Linked DNA regions of Mus musculus: all the other regions are linked to region 2. A link is a contact called in public Hi-C and HiChIP or PLAC-seq data. All regions are on one chromosome and are shown on one strand. The core of a region is the stretch at or near the end of the contact, and the rest is flanking DNA. Distances in the headings are between cores, read along the strand shown.

Region 1 (3,460 bases), core at 294-2,793, 520 kb before region 2:
CAACAGGGTAGACTTGCTAATTGGAGACAGAACATCTGATGATGCCCCAGGCCAATGACAGACCTCATTTCAAAGGAGATGGATGGTTTTCCTGAGGATAACACTTCAGGCTGTCCTCTGACTTTTGCACATACACACACAAAAACATACATACATACAAAAACACACATGCAAGGACACAAACACAAGAACACACAAGAATAAACACAGGAAAAACCCCACAAGAGCATACACAAAGAACACACACACATGCTCTCTCTCTGTCTCTCTGTCTCTGTCTATCTATCTCTCTCTCTTACACACACACACACACACACACACACACACACACACGGTTCTATTGGTCAGGCTGTTGCATATCTTTGGGAAGCCATCATTTATACTACCTATACCAACTAAAGTCAAGTTTGCATGTCCTAGTCACAGTTTTGAAAGTATAGGATTGCTGTCTTACTTTTTCAAAGGTACCATTGACATAATTAGACTTTATGTATTTCTGGTACAAATTGGAAACCAGTCCAATCTGGCTTCCTTGGCCTCTGCTCAGAAAAGTGTGCTCACATCCTCACAGATCGTTTCCCTTTTTCCTGTTTGTCTAACTCACTAAGAGAGTACATTCATAGACCCAAGGTGCATTCATAGATCCAAGGAGGCACAAAACTAGCATCCAAAGCTACAGTCTACATATTTTGTGATGTTGTGGTGAATCTGTGCATCTCAGCTTCTGCTTTTGGCATTTTAATAATGAGGACATTGAAAAAAATCAGTTCTTCCTCACCCTCCATATTTCCATTGTAGTCGACATTATTGATAAATAAAAGTAACCTTTTGTTTCTAACGATTTAGCACTTCTCAGTTAACCTAGTCCCTTCTCTGGAATCTCACCATCAGGCTCTTTCCCAGTTTTTGCTTCCTTCAAAGTCTAAAGGGAAAATGAAGGGATTTCTAGGTCTAATTTTCTGAAGGAATCACCACACCAATGAACAGAGCTTGTGGATAAGGCAGTGTATTTAAATTAATCAATATGTAGTTCAGAGGATCTATGTGTTATTACTCTGAAACAGAAAACAGGCTCAATATTTCACATGCCTCTCATTTTTCTTTCTATTGGGAAACATGGCTTGATGTGTTACCACCACTCTGCCTCATCCTGACACACTGAAGTCGGGAAGAGGAAGGCCAGCAGGACAGGTCAGCAAGATACCAGGAGCTGGCCCCCACAGGCCCCAATACCTGGGTCCTTACCTGACATGACTTCTCTATGAGGTCTCCTGTAAGGCCATTTCTGAGTTCTACCAGGTCCTCTGTTGCCATCCAGAACTCCAGATTCTATGGGATCTTTGCCAAAGAGTTTTACTCTGTAACCCCACGGTTAAATCAGAGCATCTTACTGTAACATGTGAGGAATGCCATTATCACAGTACAGGAATCTGAACAACCCCAGGAGTGCACCATGGAAAGTCTCTGGAGAAGTATCTCATCACATAATGAGTTCTCTCTGGGTCATTTCCAGGACAGGAAAGAACTGCATGACTGCTCAACCTCCAAATGATTGCATCAGACTTACTGTTAGACATGATGTCAATCCAGAGCAAGGCTGTATATTGTGTGGAGAGCAGCTTATTGCAAATGTAAGGGGAAAAAAGGCTATTTACTGTGCATTTCCTACGTCAAGCTTGGAACGTTACCTCTTCACTAACAGTTTGTTAGCAATTTTGATGTGTTCTGTTCTCAGGTCTCCTTCCAAGTCTTTAGTCTACTCACTTGTTGCTTATTTTGTTGTTTTATTTTATTTTTTAAACTTTAAAAGCGTAGTCAAATTATAAGAAAAAATCTACCCTATAGTCAAGCACAAGATATTCTGTACAATAAATATATTTGTGATAAGTCATTGGATCAAGATCAAGTGCAAAAATACATAGTCAGTTTTTACAACATTAAATTAGTAGACTAGAACCATTAATCATTTAGTGCCTACTAAAGCTAGGAGGCAAAATACTATATCCTCTATTATCATGAAGAGTCTTCATTCATAACAAAAAAATGAAAATAATATTTAAAAATCACATTTTCTTATTGATTTTTGCATGCAGTGTTAGTAGAGCATTTATCTTTCAGGGAGAAGAGTAGGAAAAGTTATCTTATTTGAGTATTCAAAATTGAGTAAACCCTTTCCCTCTTAAAAAATATGGAAAAGTAAGAGAGAGAGGAGGAGAGGAAGTTTCATGTTTGTTGCCATAATGAAGCACCCTGACAAAAAGAGCAACTTTTGGGGAAAAGGGTTTATTTTTGCTTACAATTCTAGGACATCATTGTGAGAATGTCAAGGCAGTAACTTCAAATAGCTGGTCCCATCTCATCCACAGTTAGGACCAGAGAGAAAAGGATACATATGCATTCACATGCTATGTGCTCAGTTTGGCTTGTTCATATATACAGTTCAAAATGATTTGCCCAGGGGATAGCTGCCAACAATGGGCTAGGTCTTCCCATATCAATTAATTAAGATAGTTCCTACAAACATGCCCACAGGCCAACCCAAAGTAGACAATAACTCATTGAGGTTCTTCAGGTGAGTGTAGGTTGGGTCAACGTGACAATTAAAACTATCTACCAGAGAAAGAGAGAATGAAAACGAGAGGGGGGAGGAGGAGGGGGGAGCAGGTGAGGAGGGGCAGGGAGAGGCAGAGGGGGAGAAATCTACTCTAGTCAAGTTATGAAGACAGCAAGGTTCCTTATATCATGTTTACTAGTCATTTTATACAGAAAACAAAAGAAAAAGGAATGGTTAAAAAACATAAAAGCAAAGAAAGAAGTCAATATTTAAAAGACTTCTTAGTAGTCCCTTCCTCCTTCCCAGTGGCAATTTCTGTCTTTGTGTCCAGTTCCCATTTAATATCTAAGAGACAGAACCTGGACGAGATGGCAAAGGAAGAAGATGACAGACCACGAGAACCACACAGAACATGGTCCATTTCTTTCTCCAAGTTTCCCTTTCCTGACTTGTTGGCTGGGCCAGTTTGCTCATGTAAAGCCTGAGCTCAGCAATAGTGATCCTGCAACCTGCAGGCTTCATGACGCCGTATGTGATGTTTAGAAGGCAAAAACCATGTAGGCACCTCTGCTGCTGTGTGTGCTTAGTGTTCACAGTGTTCTTTATCAGCTCTGCAGAGCCAGAGAGACAGCTTCTGAAGTTCCTCTTCTCTGTGTGATATGTGGCTCTTCTCCGTTCTGTTTTATATCCAAGGCTCTGTGGGACTGGCCTCTGTAGCCGTGCCCACATGTCCAAGCACAATACCTTTGTAGAAGTCTTTGTCTTTTTGTCTCTTTCTTTGGTGTGTATGTAATAGGTATGTGATTATATGTGTGCATATTTGGGTGTCGGTGTCAATGTGGGTATGGGTGTGGTTGTTTAAGGACAGCCTCTGGTGTTGACCCTAACATTCTTCCTTCTTTGAGA
Region 2 (3,587 bases), core at 1,004-3,503:
TCCTTAAGACTCTAAAACTGTGTAGAGTCTCTATGTTGTAACACCTTGGCTTCGTTGTAATAAAAAGAATGGATGTTGCTTAAGAGCCCACACTTAGGTACCAGGCACTGGTTCTCAAATCTGCACGCCAGTGCTTCGCAGATTCATCACCTGGACGAGTGATTTAGCCATTCATTGCCTCAGTTTCCTCGATGGTAAAACTGAGCACCATCCATCCCACAAGGCGGCCCACAAGAATTCAAAGGTGGGTCTGTGGGAAATATTCATTATCCCTGGCAGCGGGAAGCCCTGGAATAATTTCTGGCTTATTTCAAAAGATCTCTCACTTTTTATAATCATAGTTCAGCTACTGGGAAACCATGAATACACACTCAGGTCAGCCCTAAAGTCAAGCAGTGAGTGAGATCCGAGGCTACAAACAGAGGCTTGTGCTGCTGCTGCTGCTGCTGCTGCTGCTGCTGCTGCTGCTATGGATGGAGTCATTAGAATGAAGTGTCTGACAAACTCAAAGATGTCCTCACACTTGCTGCTGGGAGCTAAAGACAGAGCTTCATCCTGTCTCAGGTTCTGTGGGTTTAGGTCTGACTTTTAATCTTATTTGCACAGGCTCATTCTAATCTAAGCACACACATACACACACACACCCCTCATTGATTTAGGAGCCACATGCTCGTTCCACAGTTCAGCCAACGATCTGTGCCTTAGTAGAATAAAGTACTATTCATTCACTTAAGGGGCACGTCACAGCTGCATAAAAAGGTGGCTTGTTAATTCATTTCTGGAGTGTTAATACTTTCTTAGAATTTTTACCAAAAGTTCTACAATGCTTGTAGGTGTGTATTTCAGCTCTATAAGAAGAAAAAAAAAAACCGACCCTTTCCTCACTCCTAGAGGACTTAACTTGCTCACCAGTAAGCATCCTGGAGATTCAAGGTGAGATGAAACGCAATGGAAGCAAACCACAGTCACCTTCAAGCAAGCAGACTGATTGCTAAAGAGCCATAAACTACAGAATATATTCCTAAAACAAAATCTCCAAAGAAAATGATAATTTTCTTTGAGCTGCTTCTCCATTGGTTTGGTTTGGTTTTAGCTGATAGACTTCCCAAAGGCAATGAATACAATGCTCTCTCATTTCCTCTCACAAGACATCCCATGGATATTTCCACAACAATATAAGCCAGTTAAATATGACTTGCTGTGTGTCCTTTGAAATCTACCACTGTGGCAGAGACAGCAGGTGACATCATGTGAAAAGCAAGGCCTTTAGCTATAATAAGCCAAGGAAGTTAGAGAACACAGAGCTCAGGGGGCTCTGGGCTCACTCTAGTCTGTAGTTATTCATTTGATTGCTTACTTCTTACATGACTGCATGAACATTTGAGGACAATGTTTTGGTTGGAATTGTTACCTTGTCCTTGTTCATTTCATTGCTGCTGAGTTCTCTTGGGGATAGAATTTAAGATTAACTTGGGGAAGCAACAAAAATCATAGGGAATGCTTCTGAGTTGAGCCGTCCAGACTCTGAAAGACCTGACTTATAAAATAGTGCACTTCTTGTCTCCTGGAGTGTTCAGGCACAGGCACCTGGGATGCTAAAGAGATTTCAAGTACCAAGGGGCTTAAGGGGTTAAAAATGCAGCTGCTCACAGAATTTGCACACCTGCATGCATCCAGTCAAGCTGCCAATAAAGAAACTGCTTACACTGGGTGACTGAATACATTCTGTTTGGTTAAACCTGTGTGTGCTAAGATCAGAATCATAATATTTAAGCAAGCATCTATTCTGGAATGGCCTTTTAAAAACATCATCTCAAAGAACAAAACAAGTAAACTGTCTAAGGTGAACTCACAGGCAGGAATAAGTAGGTCATGCGTTGAGCTGTGTGCTGTCTGTTCATGCATGCAAAGCCTGGGGTGTTCCCTAGTGAACCAAACAGTTAACCAAATCCCAGAGCTAGAACAAAGTGATCCCTAATGGTCCCTGAATGTCTTTCTAGAACCAAGTGTGCTTTAAAACTGTCCTGGTGTTTAACTACCTAGTAACGCTGATGTAATTCTCCAGTGTCTAGCCACTGAGAAATCTTGCAAACCAGACTGCAACTAGAACAGGCTGAGTTACTTCCTCAACCCTAAGCCATTGTGCACCAGGCAGATTGAAGCTAGTTTTTCTCCAGTCCTGCATTCCATGTGCCACCAGGACAGCTCATAAATGTCCAGAGAAAAGAAGCAAGGATGACTCGATGCATTGGGAATGGAGAACTAATCCTGGCAGAAATCCTACAGGATTAGATAGGTCTCCTCCAGAAGACAGTGGGGAAGGTCTCATGGGAGTGTGGTTAAGAGCCCTTAAAAAAAATAATGGGTGGCAGATTTAAGACATGACTCAGCAGTTAAAAACCCTGGCTGCTCTTCACAAGGACCTGGATTCAATTCCAAGCACACACTAGGTGGCTCACAATCATCTATAATTCCAGTTCCAGGTGATCCAATGCCCTCTTCTGGCCTCTTTCGGTATTGCATGTCTACAAAATGATGCGTATAGGAAATAAATTAAAATGCTGATCCAAGGAATAACTGAGTGGGCAGGCTGTACTGAAACCCCATTCTGGCATCTTAGTTAGGTCTAGTATTGGGGTTTTGATCAGCATGTTGTATAGACAGTACATAGAAAACAAGACTGTTTCTGGAAATACGTTATTCACCAGATGTTTTCTTGCAATCAATTCTAAGTTTTCAGAGTTAAAAGAATCAGGCAATGTAAGTGCACACCACATTCTGGATCTACTGGCTTGATTCAGTTCTCTCCTTTTTCTAAAATTAATGTGCTGAAACTGGTATGGTGTCAGGTATATTAGTGTAATGCTTAATTGTATTCCTCGAACTGTCTTTGATGGATGTTAACTAACAAGAAAAATCTGCACCCAAAAATGCTATTTTTAATTTCCTGTTATCTGCAGGAGGTGAAGAGTTCTTAACAGAATTCCTGCAACAAAATACATCCATTTAAAATCAATAAATGTCAGCTATGGTAAACTTCATTTATCAGCTGCCATAAAACACATTCCAGCCTCAGTGGCTGAATTCAGAAACCATCTCGAAGACAAGAGTACACAAACAAACTCTGACTTGCTAGTAATTGACCTTTCACTTGATATTAAGTCTTCTCCAATGACTGAAAATTTAAATAAAAATCAGCTGTGCCTTTATGAGGCATCTTCCCAGCACCCGCAAGGACTTATCTCACAATAGCTGCTCAACATTTGTGTGGGTGCACGTGAATGTGAGTGTGTGCATCCATGTGGGGGGGAGTGTGAATGTGTGTGAAAGTGTGCATGGTGTGAGTCTGTGTGCAACTGTGTGAGCATGTGTGTGAATATGTTTGTTAAAAGAATAAGCACGTAAAATAGTATTAAGGTTCATAGCTTTATAACAAACCTGGAATGAAAGATCAAAAACACACACAAACTATTTTTGGCAACTGTGATCAGGTGGCAGCATAATCTGGTGGCTTTATAAATTATGTCACAGGTTTCAGTGGCCAGTCGGCTTTGCTATGGAGTGATTCCCAGGCTAATGAAAGATGC
Region 3 (3,435 bases), core at 577-3,076, 550 kb before region 2:
TTCAGTCGTTGAGTTTCTTGATACTTAATGCCACTTCTCATCTTCAATTAAAAAGCACTGCCTGGCACATGCTGTTTTAATCAATGTGAATTACATTCTATCTTTATAGATGTGCTTTTCCCATTCCCTTGGGTGTGCAATTCATCAAGCATGAGTAATATCTGGCACAGGGTACCTCTAATGGCTTCCTTTTATGATTAGATCAATGAGTGTCTGAATTAAGAGAGGACATATCTAGGGAAAGAATGCCTCCAAACTCTTTGAAAATGGTGTTAAGGAGAAAACATGGCAGTCTAAAAACATTAACAACAAAATTGCTTCAGGGCACTCGAATCCTTATCCATGGAAACTTGGAATCATTTTAGAAGATTTGCAGTAAGTAGTGATGTGATTGACTTGATCTCTGAACACTTGAATGAATTTATGCACTCTTCTTTAGGGCTTAGCATACTTTAAAAGTCACATTAAGCCCAAAGATAACTTTAACAAACCAGTTCTTACTTTTTGACTACATTGCCTCAAGCCCTTGATTTTCAAAATACTATGCCCAATTTTCAAAATTTCTGTGTAAAACTTAATATAAATACATCTATATATTTATAAAAAATATTTAAAAGGTTTTTTTACTTTTATTTATTTGTTGTGTTGGACACATTCATGCCACAGCTTGGGTGTGGAGGTCAGAGAACAGCATGCAGAAATCAGCTGTATCCTTTCACCTTGTGGGCCTTGCGTATTAACCTCATGTCATCAGGCTTGGTAGCTTGTACCTTTACTCACTGAGCCAGCTTGCCAGCCCATGTGTTCTTTTTACTCAAAGTGTCTGTCATAGCTTTCTATTACTGTGATAAAATATTATGAGCAAGGCAACTTACAAATGGAAGCATTCGGTTTGATTTAATATTTTAGAGGGACAGAGTCTATGCTGGTGGAACAAAGGAATGTATGAGAGCTCATATCTTGATCTACAATCATGAGGCACACACAGACACAGATATGGGGGTGGGGTGAGAGAGAGAGAGAGAGAGAGAGAGAGAGAGAGAGAGAGAGAGAGAGAGAGAGAGAGTTCACAAACTTGGGAACTGATTTCCAATGTAGGAACCTATGGGGGCCATTCATATTTAAGCCACAAAAATATCCAGCTATATATACTCATTTGTAACACTGTTTTCTTCCATTCATTTTTATTCACTCTTTACTTTCTTTCATTTCATATATATATGTTCAGAGTTCTGCACATCTTATCATACAGGTAGAGTATAGTCTAATTAAATAATACCCAACAATTGGCCATCCATTATGGGATATTTATTATTTCAAGAAATATACTGCAGTGAACAGTTTTGTGTATATAAGCACACACTGTTTATACATATGTATGAATATATTATGACGAATCATAAGAAGCTTCTTAAAAGGATATTTGCTGTTATAACTCTTACTGTAATTGCCAAGTCTGAGAACCCCCATAAAGCACTGGTGTCCCAAACACATGCTAAACAAAATTTAATCAGAACCCAGCTTTCTATAATCAAAGTTTTATTACCAAAGCCTTCCACATTCGTTTTCACGATTACTGGTAAGCCAAAAAGCAAGCAGCAGATGTTGGCCTTGCTATGATTAACGTAACAGATCTCAATTGAGTGCAGATGAAACTGCTACTTTTTCAACCACTCTGTGGCCCCATAACAGGCTGTAGTGGTGATGTCACATATGGATCAATGCTCCAGCATGACTCACACCTGTCTTCTGAAACACTCCATTGTGGCTTTATTTCTGGGTGGAGTGGGGTGTGACTCATTCACTGACTCAACCCATCAACACCCTAAATCTGCTTATGAAAATACCACATGGGGATAAGTCTGCAACCACTCTCCTATTTAGCAAGCACACAAGGCACAGAGAGCCCCAACCTATAAAAGGTTTTTGTTCTCTAAGCTTCACTGCAGAATGTAGTTAGTTCTTGAGGTTTCCCAGTCCTCTCCTTCTTCCCTTGCCCACCTTCATATCATCATTTTAGCCATGTTTGTTACTCTGCTTCCCAATAGCACCATAACCAGAAGATAATTAAGGAGTAAATCAACAGGTATGATGATTGATGGGTGTAATGTCATAACTGAACACTTCAGGTAAATCCCTGTGCTTGGTGATGTATATATAATTTATCTGTAAATAAACAATATAAAACTGAGGATTATTTGGTACCCCCCCCTCTTCACTGGGAATGTGATAGCCTCACAGCCCATTTTGGCTGAGTTCTTTTTTTCTTTCAAGAAGTGGGTTGTGCTCAGTTAGCCCCTAATCGCAAGTTTAGTTGATGCCCCCTGCCCTGCCTTAACCCTCCTGGAAGCTGGAATATTAGTCTGTGGCCCCCAAGTTTTGGTCTGTTAATTCCTTTGCTTCTTCCTCTCAAGAGACAGTACTGCCCTCAGCAAACTTTGCATGTTTCCTTGTTCCCTGTTCAGTTCCAACACCTACATCAAGCCAGTGTCTGTTTTATGTTTGTTCAGGCTTTCTATTCTCACCAGAGAATTTTCTGTGACTGGATTCTTTCATGGTAGAAGAGATTGCTACTATTCCATTCAGGAAACCTCATTAGTAGGTCAGAAAAAACTGTATCTCTGGTTAAGCCATCATTAAGATCAGATCCCCTTCCTGTCAACACACACACACACACACACACACGAGCACATATGTGCACCACTAAAATGAGTTGCAATTCTCAAGGCTATTTCCACATCTGAAAACGCACCTGGGAAAGGCAGGGAGGTCATCTTTGCATCGTCTCTCTTTTACTCCATCCTGCTTGCCGTCCTGAATCAAGGCTCAGATTGTGAGTATACGGGAGGGATGAGACAGACATACTTGAGCAGAAGAGGTAAAGTGGAAAGTGGCATACTTATTCAGGAAGTGGCATACTTATTCAGGAGCTGGGTAAAATGCTGCCACAGGTGAGGCTGCGTGAGAAGTGAGGCTCTGTTTCCTCCAGGTGGTGCTTACTCAGTGTCAAGCCACGGTGTTTTGTTTTAGCAGTCTTTTCTCAGTTCCTCATACATTGAGCCACATACAACATACCATCTGTAGGGGTCATTCCATCCCATTTGCTGGTTGTTTGGAAATGCACGGGCCAACAAGAACCAACATACAGATGTCCCTATCCTTGAACACACACTGGCTTGACTCTTGCTCTCATGGGAAGCTCCATTTTGGAGAAACTGATAGTAATAGGAGATGATTCAGGTTCTGGCTTTATTGTGCATAATGGACAGCGGTTGGGTGGTCTAGAGCACCCACCTTAATCTCTCTTTCCTTTCCTGCATAATTGTCTGGATATGTATGGTCCAAGAAGTTATTTAGGTAATTTGTGATTGCTCTTGTTCTGCAGGAAAAGCCAAGGAAGTTCAAATATAATTGTGTGAACTCCATGATTAAAGA

What was found. HiChIP or PLAC-seq counts read pairs in DNA pulled down with a chosen protein or histone mark. Hi-C and Micro-C count contacts between places; a contact is called where the count stands out from the background.
Region 1: a contact with region 2 is called in a Hi-C map of adipose-derived mesenchymal stem cells, with 2.9 times the contacts expected there. The contact joins two enhancer-like sites. A contact is called at or near these places in 1 of 484 Hi-C or Micro-C datasets (adipose-derived mesenchymal stem cells) and 2 of 9 other capture datasets (adipose tissue and liver).
Region 3: a contact with region 2 is called in a CTCF HiChIP or PLAC-seq map of the NIH/3T3 cell line, with 6 read pairs. The contact joins two enhancer-like sites. A contact is called at or near these places in 1 of 15 datasets of contacts at CTCF or cohesin (the NIH/3T3 cell line) and 2 of 115 datasets of contacts at active chromatin or transcription factors (the NIH/3T3 cell line and embryonic stem cells).

What each region holds. Positions count from the first base shown.
Region 1 is chr8:68,190,423-68,193,882 of GRCm38.p6, forward strand. It overlaps a transcript of Psd3 not described here. Among named protein-coding and RNA genes, the nearest start is that of Sh2d4a, 84 kb to the right of the region's middle. Within about 2 kb of position 1,544, at least 28 of the 459 cell types and tissues checked have an H3K27ac peak or open chromatin away from gene starts, as enhancers often do. A contact at or near this core is called in adipose-derived mesenchymal stem cells, where this site is marked.
Region 2 is chr8:68,705,293-68,708,879 of GRCm38.p6, forward strand. All of the region lies in intron 1 of Csgalnact1 (chondroitin sulfate N-acetylgalactosaminyltransferase 1), which reads right to left. Among named protein-coding and RNA genes, the nearest start is that of Csgalnact1, 28 kb to the right of the region's middle. Within about 2 kb of position 2,254, at least 30 of the 459 cell types and tissues checked have an H3K27ac peak or open chromatin away from gene starts, as enhancers often do. A contact at or near this core is called in the NIH/3T3 cell line and adipose-derived mesenchymal stem cells, where this site is marked.
Region 3 is chr8:68,155,620-68,159,054 of GRCm38.p6, forward strand. It overlaps a transcript of Psd3 not described here. Among named protein-coding and RNA genes, the nearest start is that of Sh2d4a, 120 kb to the right of the region's middle. Within about 2 kb of position 1,827, at least 89 of the 459 cell types and tissues checked have an H3K27ac peak or open chromatin away from gene starts, as enhancers often do. A contact at or near this core is called in the NIH/3T3 cell line, where this site is marked.